Regions from separate parts of the Mus musculus genome. Here all the other regions are linked to region 1. The links are chromatin contacts, called in public HiChIP or PLAC-seq and promoter capture Hi-C maps. All regions are on one chromosome and are shown on one strand. Each heading gives the region's core, a stretch centred on a gene start, on an enhancer-like site or on the middle of the called end of the contact. The rest is flanking DNA. Distances are from core to core; before and after follow the strand shown. Region 1 overlaps Bmp2k (BMP2 inducible kinase). Region 2 holds the start of Cfap299 (cilia and flagella associated protein 299). Region 3 holds the start of Prdm8 (PR domain containing 8).

Region 1 (3,772 bases), core at 554-3,053:
TGGCATTTGAAAAAAATGTAAAAGAATGATACGTAAAAAGAAAAGCAACATTTGGTACTTCAGAAAGACTTTGTCTTTGAATGGGTATTTGCCAAAACCTTTATCATCATGCCCCTACTGAAGTACATTGATAGAAGGGGGGGGGCAGGTTATATAGAAATTTAATTTCAGAAACAATGTAGCTGAAACTTTAATTTTTAAAGAAGTTTACAATGTAAAATCATGTTGCATTTACTGACCTACTTTCTGCCAGCCCCACCCTCATCCAGCACTGGGGAGTCCTGGGCTGCAGTTCCTTCAGGGTGCTCCGACAGTGACAGACTCTGCATGGACAGCCAGACCCTCAGTGGATGGAAGAACTGGGTGGTGGGACTAGGAGCTTAATTCTGCTACCCGACTGCATCAGTAGTGAAAAGAACTAAGCTACCAAATTGCCTTTTAAAAAAATATCACCAGTCATAATAAGAAACTTGAAATTTTGTAGTTGTGGTTAGTGATAGCAGTTATACATCAGTTAATGTGAATGTACTATCCGTGCGTCCTGTGTCTGTCGTAAGTTATGATTAGCTTCTTTACAGATGAGCATTTGAAGTTTCTAGGTCAACAGCTATTGCTATTGATTGCTATATTTTAAGTTGCCCCCAGTTAGTGTACCTTAATGAGTAATCTTATTAAAACCTCTTAACTTTAGTGCCCCAGAAGGTAAATCATTTGCCTACTTTCAGAGTTCAGAACTTGGAAAGAAGCAAAATACATAACCAAGGCATGGTCCTTTTATATTTCTTGTCTCCTCCTCTGCAAACTCAGTGGGGGTAGTGTGGACAGGAGCAGGCCACACCATGCCACGCAGAACCGGGCTGCACCACTTACTGTCCTGTGCCAAAGGCAGAGACTATGTTTGCACCTTTTTTTTTTCTGGTTCTCAGGTTAATTAATCTAACTAACGCAAATGGTAGTAGACCCTTTAAGCTACAAAACAGATTCAGTAATGCTTGCTTTTTAAAGTAATGATGAACTGATGTGGTCTTCTGAGTTGTGAATATGAAATCAGAGTTCCACTTGCCTTTCAATGCACTGAATATTTTAAGGTGATTCACTGACAACAACCCCTCCAGCTTACTCTGGACAAATTCTTAGGAAACAACTCTGCCACAGCTTAAAATGTTTACATTGCCTCTGACAGCCCAGCAGGTGACACTCCTCTTGGAACCCGCTCATTGGACAGATGATTTAATTGGAGGTCCAATGGGTAGCTCCTTTGCATTGCTGTTAGAGGCATTTTCTCAAGCTGAGGAGACTCCATTTAAATTTCAGTGTCAGCTGCCACTGTCACTCTGTACAGCTGAGCCTTAGGTAGCGAATTCCCTCACAAGAACTTGGCTCCCCCACTTACCAGCACCCAACACTCACTCAACAGCTGGCCCAGTTCTGGCTTAAAGAATGTCATTTGGGTGTGCCCTGTGCTTCTAAGTATGCAAAGCAGTTCTAACTAAACCCGTTAGACTTGAACATCAAAGGGAAGTCACGTGAGGAACCCAGAGTTGTCAGCTAGAAGCTTTACCAGTGCTCATTAACTCTGAATCTTCTTAAAAAGTGGACCCTTTGCTCCACTTTGAACACGTCAATAAAAGGTTAGTGTCGCCAGAGAATCTTTTAGGGCATTGAAGAAATGGATCTAGTACAGCACAGCACAGAGGTTGCTCAGTATGTAGCTGGAGAAAAGGTCTGCTCCAAGCAGGGTGAGAATGGAACTGGCTAGAATATTAAGCACTGCAGTGCTCCTCCCCTGGGCTGTGTGTCCTGGGCAGTTAGGAAATCACTTGGCTCTCAGATGTGTGCACTTTGCAGTCAGTGCTACCCTGTTTAACAGGAACTGACTCCTCTCATCTTCCTGATGGAAGATACTAAGGTGGTGCCCACTCTGGCTCCTCTCCATTCGGCCATCCAGGCCTGGGTACTTCACTAAAGCATTGTTAGAAGGTGCACGTGTATTAATATCACTACTTACGGGAAGTTTGGGTATATTTGCTTAATACCTGTAGAGTGCACAGTGAACTCTGTTATTTTTTTCTTTTCTTTTTAAGCAAAACTAGTCATCAAATTACATCCAGTTTCTGAACTGATGGTCTACTGTGAGATGATGTATCTACTGAGAGAATAGCAAATGACTGTTGGGAAAAAAAAAATCTATACTCGGTGTTGTTTTCTACTAAGATAAAAAGATACTTGCACACCACGGCTCTCTGTTATGGAATTAATGTGAATTTAAAAAGGCAATCGTTGTTTCTTTTAAGAGCATTCACGCCTATTGAGGGAGTTTACAAAAGCCACTAAAAGGAAGACATAGATGAAAATACAGAGGGCTAGGTCTGGTTTAGGTTTTTAGTCTTTTTAGTTTTTAGTTTTTTTTTTTTTTTTTTTTTTTTTTTTTTTTTTTTAGAATTCACATTGCTACTTTCGGGAGAACTGATTTCCTTACTATGTTCTTTTTGTGACTGAAAGGTCATCCTATTAATAGAAGGAGTAGTAGCCACTTGTTCTTTCTTTTGCGGTGCTGGGAACTGAACCCAGGGCCTCGCACACGCTAGGCAAGCGCTTTAGGGCTGAGCCACACCTCCAGCCTGGAAGATCCCTTTTAATTGCTGGCAAACAGCTTTAAGTGCACTTTCTTTGATTACACTTCCATGTTTTTGTTAAACTTGAATTTTCTGAAGCCTTTTATGTACCACTAAGCTAATAACTTTAATCTTTAAATAAACCGGGTTTATATCCTTAGTTATATTTCTAATTGTTATAAAACATGCTTTCTAAAGTAACTTAAGCCCTCAAATGTAGCTGGGAGACATTTGAAATAGAATTCAGTTGCTTCCCCTGTACCCAGAAAAGCACTAATTTTATTACCTTATTGCCTTTATATTGCTTAGTCTTGAATTCTGTTCACTATTTTGTTTGAGATTTAAAGTTATTTTCTTACTGTATTTATCATACCTACTGTTTTAATAATCAGCCTTCTTTAAATGCAATAAATCCCAAATGGATTGCTTATTCTTTATAATCAATGTCTTTGGAGTTTTTATTTTTATTATTTGTATCATTAAACGTTTCATGACAAACTTCTGTTCAGTTCTTCCACCCTCATCATGGATTCTGTCTCAGTTTTGTGCTCTGTTCTCGGAGAGTTCATGGGCTAGGATTTAAGAAAATGCACTTGACCTGATTTTTCTGCAACAAGAATACTTCATAACACACGTGTCACAAATTTACCAGTGTCATGCTTGGGAGGCCAGAACACGGAGCTTAGCCTTTTCAATTACGCCTCTGCCACAGGTTTTAATTTGTACCTTGTTTTTTTTGTTTGTTTTTTGCTTTTGCTTTTTTTTTTTTAATTTAAAAGACTGTTAGCATTATTTTAATTAATTTGATTAAGTATCTTAAGTATAAAAGAGGCTTTGGCATATTAAAGAAATGGACTATGTTTAAGATTGGTGCTCTAACTTGGGTGACAGAGTTGCATTCTCAGCTTAGAATGCAGTATTCCACAATCTGGAATCTGATTGGTAGCTTGTACACTTTCTCAGGTGTGAGCAGGTTCATTTTGTTTGGTATGAGTGGACTTGGGTTTTGAAGCAGTAACCAATGCAAAGCAGTTACTTAGATCTGAGTTCAAGGCCAGCCTGCTCTACAAAGTGAGTTCCAGGATAGCCAGGGCTACACAGAGAAACCCTGTCTCAAAAAACAAACAAAACAAAACAAAAAAACAAAAACACACACA
Region 2 (3,772 bases), core at 922-3,421, 1.2 Mb after region 1:
ATTTATAAATTTCTTTCACTATTAACAAAGACACTGCTCTGTTAAAAGTGTTTGGGCAGCATTAGAGTCCTTGATTGGAAATACCTTTAAGTTGTTTAAATTTCTATGCTTTCAAGATCATTTCACCAAAGAGCTTCTGACCGTGCGGTTTCTGTCTGCGTGGTCAGTTTAATGAAGCATCCCTAAAAAACGTACAACTGCAATGGATCATGCTAGAACAATGAAGGTAGAAATCGTCCTTGATATCAGAGTGCCACAGGGTCAGGAATTCCAACATTCCTTAGCTGTTTTATGATTTCAAGAGGACGATAAAACCTTGGTGTGGGAGGATGGCAGAAACAGCGGTAACACATGTAAGCACAGCCCAGCACCCCCTAGACGAGCAGCGTGCAGTAGTGTGAGTTCCATTCTGAAGCCATGGCCACCACAGCTTCTCCTGTTTGGGTCCACGGCTGGTCTCGTTTGAAATCTCTTTTACTACACCTTTCAACTTCAGTCAGCTTCCTCCTTCCAATCCTCTTTCCTGTGCCCCTCCCTACTGTCCACCTCTCCCTCCATCCCACACAGAACTTGCGTTTCTTGCCTCCACAGTTTGGAAGATGCGCCTACTGTTTCTAGGCTTTGTATCAATCCGTGTTCCTTACCACACGTTTATTTTTCTTTCTAATAAACAAACTTCTGTATTTGGTTTTACACAGCTCTTTATAACCTATCTTTACATCCACATGCCCCTGTGAGAGAAAAGGACTATTGTTATTTTTTGGGTTTGCTTTTTTGCACCCGACACTTTGGCCAAGTCATTTAAACTCATCCTGTCTCCATATGGAGGATAACACCAATGCTGGTTTTCTAGTGAGTTTGTTGTTGTGATTAAACGAAATAATGGAGATTGTATGGTACTTAGAACAGGGCTGGTATGTGGTAAATTCAAATCAATCACCACACGGAAGCAAGTTTCATATCCTGTGGACCCCAGCGGCAGAAACTTTTTTTTTTTTTTTTAAGCTTTCTGTTGTGTTCAACACACCCAGAATAATGCCTCTGGGACAGAGAGGGGGTGGGTGGTAAGAGAGCACATGGCTGAAAGGTCAGGGTTCTGTAGGACTGAGAAGCTGATATGAGAGGAGCTAGGAGGAGCCTGAATGTCAGCTTGGACTTGAAACCAGGTACATGAGATGCCTAGAGGCCAGCTTGCCCTTCAGAATGCTAAAAGACACAAAAGGCACTTGTCCTCAAGTTTCTTTTGGACCAGACAGTACAGAGACCTCTCCTCTCTACTTGTGATAATGTTTTAGGCCACATGAAATTTTTTCCCCTCTATGCTTGGAGTTTAGTTTCTATAGCTTTCTAGATAATTATACAATATAAATTGTTGGTAGCCTGTTTTTAAAATAAAGCTATAACTTATTGTGCAACTTGGGGTCTTAAATAGACCTGGCTTTACTTTGCCCCCCTCCCCCCCAAAAAATGGAAAAGATTCATTGCAGAATCTGATTTGATTTCTACAAATGCTGAGATGATTGTAAAGTCCCTTGGCATAACAGCAAGCATCTGTGCTTCTGGTGTGGAAACAGTTGTACAAGTCTGCTCTAATGAGAAATGTTTCAGATTCAATTTTATACTATAGTATTTTAAAGAAATGAGTAAATAGAAACACAAGTCAATATCAGCTTCTCAATGGGATATATCATTCCATGATTAGGATCCCTCCCCCCCAACCCAATTTTTTAAAGGACGTTCAAGGAGGCAAGATTTTTCAAGTAATTTTCAACTTATTGAAATTTAAATAACAAAAAGTAAAGGAACTGAAAGGCAGAAGGCAGGAGCAAAGGAGATCACTAAGGCTGCTTCGTTTGGGAAGTTTATACATTGTTCCTGGCACACAAGTAACCAACCATAACTTGCCTTTAAGTTGTAATTTATACAACTGATCACGTGCTATTTTGAAGCACCCAGCAAGACTATTTCCCCTAGATTTCCGGGATACTCTTCTGTCGAGGTTCTTACTGCAAACACTGAGCAGGCACCTTCGGACTTTGCTAAGGCTTTTACACCAAAAAAGTTGGGTTTGCCCTGCAGGGCTGACCGCTCCCAGGGGTTAGAAGCCGCCCAGGGATCCGGCTGGGGCAGGGCCAGCGCAGCGCCCTCTGCCCCGCCCCCGCAACCGGCGCGCGTCCGGCCCGCCCACACCGGTTACTAGGGACGCGTCGGTGTAGCCGCGATGGATCAGGACGAGGGGCTGACGGCCGTGGACAACATTGTCACACAGTTCAACACCTATGAAGACTTCCTGGACTCTCAGATCACTACGGTCGACCTGTACTACCTGGAGGTAAGCGCGGGTCCGTCTTGCTGGCCGCGGCGGGGCTTGGTCGCCCCCTGGCGGTGACGGCGCTCACCGCAGGCCTCTGGCTTCGAGAGACTTCTCTGCAGGCTGCAGGAGTCCCCAGCCCTCCAAACGCTGGTGCGCTGCACAGAGGCCGACTTGGTCGCTGTAAAGTAGTAACAAGGCATAAAACCAGGAGGACGCGTTGCTGTGTGCACCTGAGGGCAGGGCAGCGGGAGGTCCCGGATGCTCGAGAAGACTTAGTTGGAGGGATCTTCAAGCTCCGAGCTCCTAACTCCCAACTGCAAGTCTCACAGCCTGGGCTCAGGTTTTCAAAGGAGTCCATCTCCATATTAAGGACAAACAGAGCAAGCACCATTGGGGGCGGGGGGGGGGGGGGAGAATCAACCCTACAGAACTCTGGGAAGGACTTGAATTTGGCCAACTCCCCTCATTTCTCCTGTGCACAAGGCAGTTTATCATATAGACACCCCTCCTTTTTAAATAGGTGCCACTGTATGAAAATAATCTTAAATGAAGAAAATTTGTCCCTTTTGAAATTATCTGTTAAAATAGTTACAAAACATGATTTTTAACAGCAACAGCAGCGATATCACCAAACAACCAAGCTTTTACGTTTATTAGATGGGTAACTTAAAGTTCCATTTGTGTGTACGCACACATGCATAAAAAGTCAGTGGGCAACTTGGAATCGGTTCTGAACTTGTATTCTGTGGTGTCCAGGGAATGAACTCAAGTTTGGCAGCAAGCACCTTTTCCTTAAGCCGTCTCTCCTGCTTTTAGCCAATATTTTAAACCCACAGAAGTTGCTTTAAATCCTTGCATCTGAAATGAAGCCACTGAATTGATAATTACAATAGATGTTGCAAGAAGCTTATGTAGAAAGAAGGGGAGGTAGGAAGAGAAAGGGTGAGTCCATCTTAATTATCTGACCGGCCAGAGGATGAGGAGCGCGGTTGGCACTTGGTTGGTAGACCGGAAGTAGTGATGCGGAAGTAGTGATGCGGAAGTAGTGATGCGGAAGTAGTGATGCTCCGGAGGTTGAGGAGCGTGGTTGGCGGGACGGAAGTAGTGCGTCTCCATCCTCTGTTTCCCGTGTTCACTAAATAACGACAGAACACTAAAACAACTGCATTGCCACGGCAGCGAGTAACATTAGCTTTGCTGAACTAATTAACAACTTTTATTCTATAAGTTAGCATCATCTAATAAAACCAACCAGTTCAGTGAGTGGAGAAATGATTGACAAGCTTCAGCAAAATTGCTAAGCTATGGGTTTTAGATCCTTTTCCAGTCATCTGCCCCTCTGACTAAACACAGTCCTTCTCTTTAGTGGCTGCCTGCGGACTACCGGAAAAATAAAAATTCCAGTTGAATTTCTTTTCTCAGGTAAGGGGTGAAAGAAATATTAAAATGATTTAAAGA
Region 3 (3,772 bases), core at 899-3,398, 1.1 Mb after region 1:
TATATTTTTGGTTGTGAGTCTAGCCTTTGAGGGGCTGGGCCATATCTCTAGCCCTAGAACTGATTTTCTATCGTGCTTTCTTGTTCTTCCTTCTCTTAATTCACTTAAAATATCTCACCTCTATTCTTCTACCCAAATGCTCATTTTTCCAGATTTGAGACAACTCTTTCAAAATTTCTAACTCTCCAATTCGCCCTCCAAGGAATCAATATGGGGATGCTGTGTGTGAGAGAGAAAGGGAACAGGAGGAAGAGGAGGGGAAGCAGGAAGAGGAGGAAGAGCAGGCAGAGGGTTCAGGAGGGGGAAGAACCAATAGAGTCATAAGAAAATTGGTGTTTAAATACAGCTGCGGACTCTTGCCTAGAGGTAACTGAAGTTTGCCATTCATCTGAACTCCTCTGCCTGGCTATTTTAAGCTGCACAAACTTGCAAGGGAGAAAGAACACTTTAGCTTGAAGAGGAGCTGCAGACTTTTCTTTGAAAGGTCAGCAGTCAACCTGGAAGTCAGGTGAGGATTTTGACCTTTCTCCCAGTCTATGATGTCCCCAGGCCCAGCTGATTTTAGGCAGGAATTATATGTGATCAGGACTGGCAACTCTCTTGGGAGGTGACCAGAAGGAACAAAAAAAACAAAAAAAAAAAAAAAAAAAAAAAAAAAGGAAGCCAAAGAAATTAACTTCTAGGAAATTTCCTATATTTCCTCATCACCCATTCTTCCCTGGCAGCAGGTACATTTGATGTCTTGCTGGCCTCTAGGCTTCCAGACAGGAGTCTCAGAGCTCCGTAAAGATTATACTGTCAGCTGCTCTTTGCCAACCCTCATATGCTCACTCTGAGAGGCAAGGACAGAGATTGTCTCCTCCTTAAATTCTGGCCCTGACTCCTGCCCTTTAGCGAGTAAACTATACAATTGGATTTATACTCAACCTGACCTATTGCTCAATTGAATTCCGGGAGAGTGGGGGTAGGAATTGAGGGATTGCCTGCGCCACTCAAAGGCCTTTCTTTCCTTAGGAATAGAAAGCCTACCAGAGAAAAACAGCCAGAGAGCCCCTAGCGTCATTGTTTTGTGGCCCCCGCAGAAGGAGAAAACTCTCTGGCTGTCAAAGACCTCAAGTCATTAGCATCAGCTGCCGCTCCAGAGGACAAGCCAGCGCCTCTAAGTGGCTTAGCGCACAAACGAGACTCCCGAGACAGCCTCACTCCTGTGATTCGGTCCACTCCTCCATCAACGGCTGGATGTGAAAGGCTCTTGAGAGTCCTTCTCAGTAATTTTTTTTTTAACTTTGAACCATCCTTTCTGTATCATGAGGTCTTAGAATCCTGGCCGCCATTATGGGACCCCCTTGGGAACCACAAAATACAGAGAGAGCACAGAAGGTGAAAAGCTTTAACACCTGAGTCCAATGACCTAGGCTTTTCCCAGCAACGCCCTCCTAGCCCATATCCACGCACAGACCCTTGTTCTGGGACCTAAAAACAGCCGAAGTCCCTTTAGGTGTCTGGCAGCATTCCAGACTTATCTTCTTACCCCATCCCATTGGATGGGAGATGGCTAGCCGAGTTCCCACCAAATCATACCCCCTGTCGCCAGTATTTACACGGGAGTCTCTGCTAGGTGGCATGAATGCATTTTAAGGAAGTCTGTTTGTCACCTCCTAGGCCACTAGCTTCACAGATCAGCGGCAGTCAATGGCCAAAGAATCCCGCGGGGCAAATTCTCACCCTCCTTTTGGGGGAGCAGGGACATACCACTCAAACTCTAGGGACATATGCAAGTAGTTCACGCGCTGGCAACATAGCCAATTCAACTCCTTGTCCTACGTCCTCTGAGTGCCCAGCAAAACGGAAAAGAACCGCTCTGCTCCTTCTGACACCTTCCTTCCTGAGCCCGAAACGGATTTTGCCAACCCAGGTGTCCCAGAGGGACCCAGCTGCAGGAGAAGGCAGGCCAGGATGCTCTCGGGGAGGCTATGCCACTTCGGGAAGGAGCTTAGGATCTGCCTAGCGCGGGCAGTCCAGAAAAACCAGGCTTGTGGCGCCGGAGGGATCTCCCAGACCGGCAAGAGTTAAAGGGAGGGGACGTGGGCTGTCACGCGTCATTGGGCAGATTATGTGCAGCAAACAAAAAGTGTGTGTCTGCGTGCCAGTCAGTCATTGCATCGGGTCCATCTGTACAACTCTCTCTCTCTCTCTCTCTCTCTCTCTCTCTCTCTCTCTCTCCTAATCTATCTGCATCTCTCTTCTCTCTTTGGACAGAACCCACAAGACTGACACCGACACCTCTTGACATGGAGATACACTAATGTAATAGGCAGGAAGGAACACTGGCTTGCACCCCGTTGGTTCCAGGTGGCCTTATTTGGGCGACTCGGTCCTGACCTTATTTCTGGTAAGTCTATTTGCTTTGACCTGGGAGGGGGATGGGAAGAGGACAGGTTGAGTACAAGGAGTGAAAAAATTGTCCCCCTTTTCCTCGTTATCTAGAAGATAGGAGGGAAACGACGCGGAATGTTGTTTCCACTGCCAATAAGATTATACAAAGGGAGGAGCGGGTAGGAGCACTTTTCTGGAGAAGCTAGGGACTGGGGAGCTCGCGGCTGCCAGACAATGCCAGCCCGGAGTGGAGGGAGAGCATCCGGCAGTAGCGACCGGCTTTCAGCGAGCCCAGCTGGCTCTGAGTTTCCCAGGAGGATCTGCGAAGGAAGAGAACCCGGGCCTAGGGATGGGCGTAGGACTGTGAAAGGCTAGATACTATAAAGCCCGGGGTCCTGCCTATCGCTATTGTGGCTGATTTGCGTCAAGGCGGCCACCGAGGCAGCATGGACCGCTATTAGCCCGGCTGTGGGACCTTTTCGCTGTATTGTTAGATAGAACTGCATTTTAATGACTGAGTCCCTGCTGTTGCCAAAGTGGAGGGCGATCTCCTGTCACAATAAAAAGCTTCTGTGAAGAATACTTTCAAACGCGAGGCAGAAATCAAGGTACAAACCGTTGAAATGTAGGCAACTGGGAAGAGAAAGAGGGTTTATACTGAAAGGGAGCTGAGAGAACCTGTATTCTGCAACGTATTTGACTTGCAATTGGAAATCAGAAGGGGACAGGACGAGTGCAGAAACAGAAAGTAGTATCATAAACTTTCTATGTTGTGGCTATTTTTCTTATTCCCACTGTCTGGAAAATATACTTGCCATTTGGGGCATATGGGAGAACGAATAGGAAAGGGGCTAGCCAAAGTTACAGGCATTGCATTTTCTTACATTTGTATGGCAATTGGCTAGTGGATGTTGATTTAAACAAAATACACATCGCCTATATTTTTCTTTAATGAGAAGCTAGCTGAACAAGAAAAGAGTAAGATCGGTTTTCCCCACGGCCACTTAAGGTATATAAATACAGAGACAATCACTGTCACTGGTGAAACTGCTAGGGAAAAACCAACTTAGAGGAATTGTTAGATTTCCCCAAGAAAAATGGCATGGCTAACTAAGACCTAGTTTAAATAATTTAAATGATTGCTTTCTTTAAGTGCTAAGTATTACAGGGGGTGTCCAGTGGCTGAGGAAGGAAACGATCCCTGTAAGACGGCTTAATAGAGAGCCCGCCACTGGGGCATTACTTCTAAATTGCTGCGGATTAAACAGCTGGAGGGCCCACTCAGGACCATTCAAGCAGGGCTGACCCCTTCTAGCCCAAACAGGGTGGTATCAAGGGAAGTGAGAATTCACCAGTCATTACACACAGAATTTCAGACAGGGGACACTTCAAGCCT

What was found. Promoter capture Hi-C pulls out the DNA fragments that hold promoters and counts their contacts. HiChIP or PLAC-seq counts read pairs in DNA pulled down with a chosen protein or histone mark.
Region 2: a contact with region 1 is called in an H3K27ac HiChIP or PLAC-seq map of embryonic stem cells, with 15 times the contacts expected there. The contact joins the promoter of Cfap299 here to the enhancer-like site in region 1. A contact is called at or near these places in 7 of 39 promoter capture datasets (the C10 cell line, cranial neural crest, embryonic stem cells and 4 more), 3 of 484 Hi-C or Micro-C datasets (cerebellar granule neurons, cerebral cortex and cortical neurons), 1 of 115 datasets of contacts at active chromatin or transcription factors (embryonic stem cells) and 1 of 9 other capture datasets (liver).
Region 3: a contact with region 1 is called in a promoter capture Hi-C map of embryonic stem cells, with 6 times the contacts expected there. The contact joins the promoter of Prdm8 here to the enhancer-like site in region 1. A contact is called at or near these places in 13 of 39 promoter capture datasets (the C10 cell line, cranial neural crest, embryonic stem cells and 7 more), 2 of 484 Hi-C or Micro-C datasets (cerebellum and cerebral cortex), 4 of 115 datasets of contacts at active chromatin or transcription factors (embryonic forebrain, embryonic stem cells and stem cell-derived neural progenitor cells) and 1 of 9 other capture datasets (liver).

The regions. Positions count from the first base shown.
Region 1 is chr5:97,088,813-97,092,584 of GRCm38.p6, forward strand. It overlaps Bmp2k (BMP2 inducible kinase), which reads left to right. Exons shown (of 16, transcript NM_080708.1): 16 at 1-2,236. All of the region lies in intron 6 of Paqr3 (progestin and adipoQ receptor family member III), which reads right to left. Among named protein-coding and RNA genes, the nearest start is that of Paqr3, 21 kb to the right of the region's middle. Within about 2 kb of position 1,804, at least 46 of the 459 cell types and tissues checked have an H3K27ac peak or open chromatin away from gene starts, as enhancers often do. A contact at or near this core is called in embryonic stem cells and liver, where this site is marked.
Region 2 is chr5:98,327,133-98,330,904 of GRCm38.p6, forward strand. Cfap299 (cilia and flagella associated protein 299) reads left to right here and starts at 2,172. Exons shown (of 6, transcript NM_001024614.1): 1 at 2,172-2,332. The coding sequence starts at 2,222.
Region 3 is chr5:98,178,721-98,182,492 of GRCm38.p6, forward strand. It overlaps Prdm8 (PR domain containing 8), which reads left to right and starts at 2,149. Exons shown (of 4, transcript NM_029947.2): 1 at 2,149-2,392.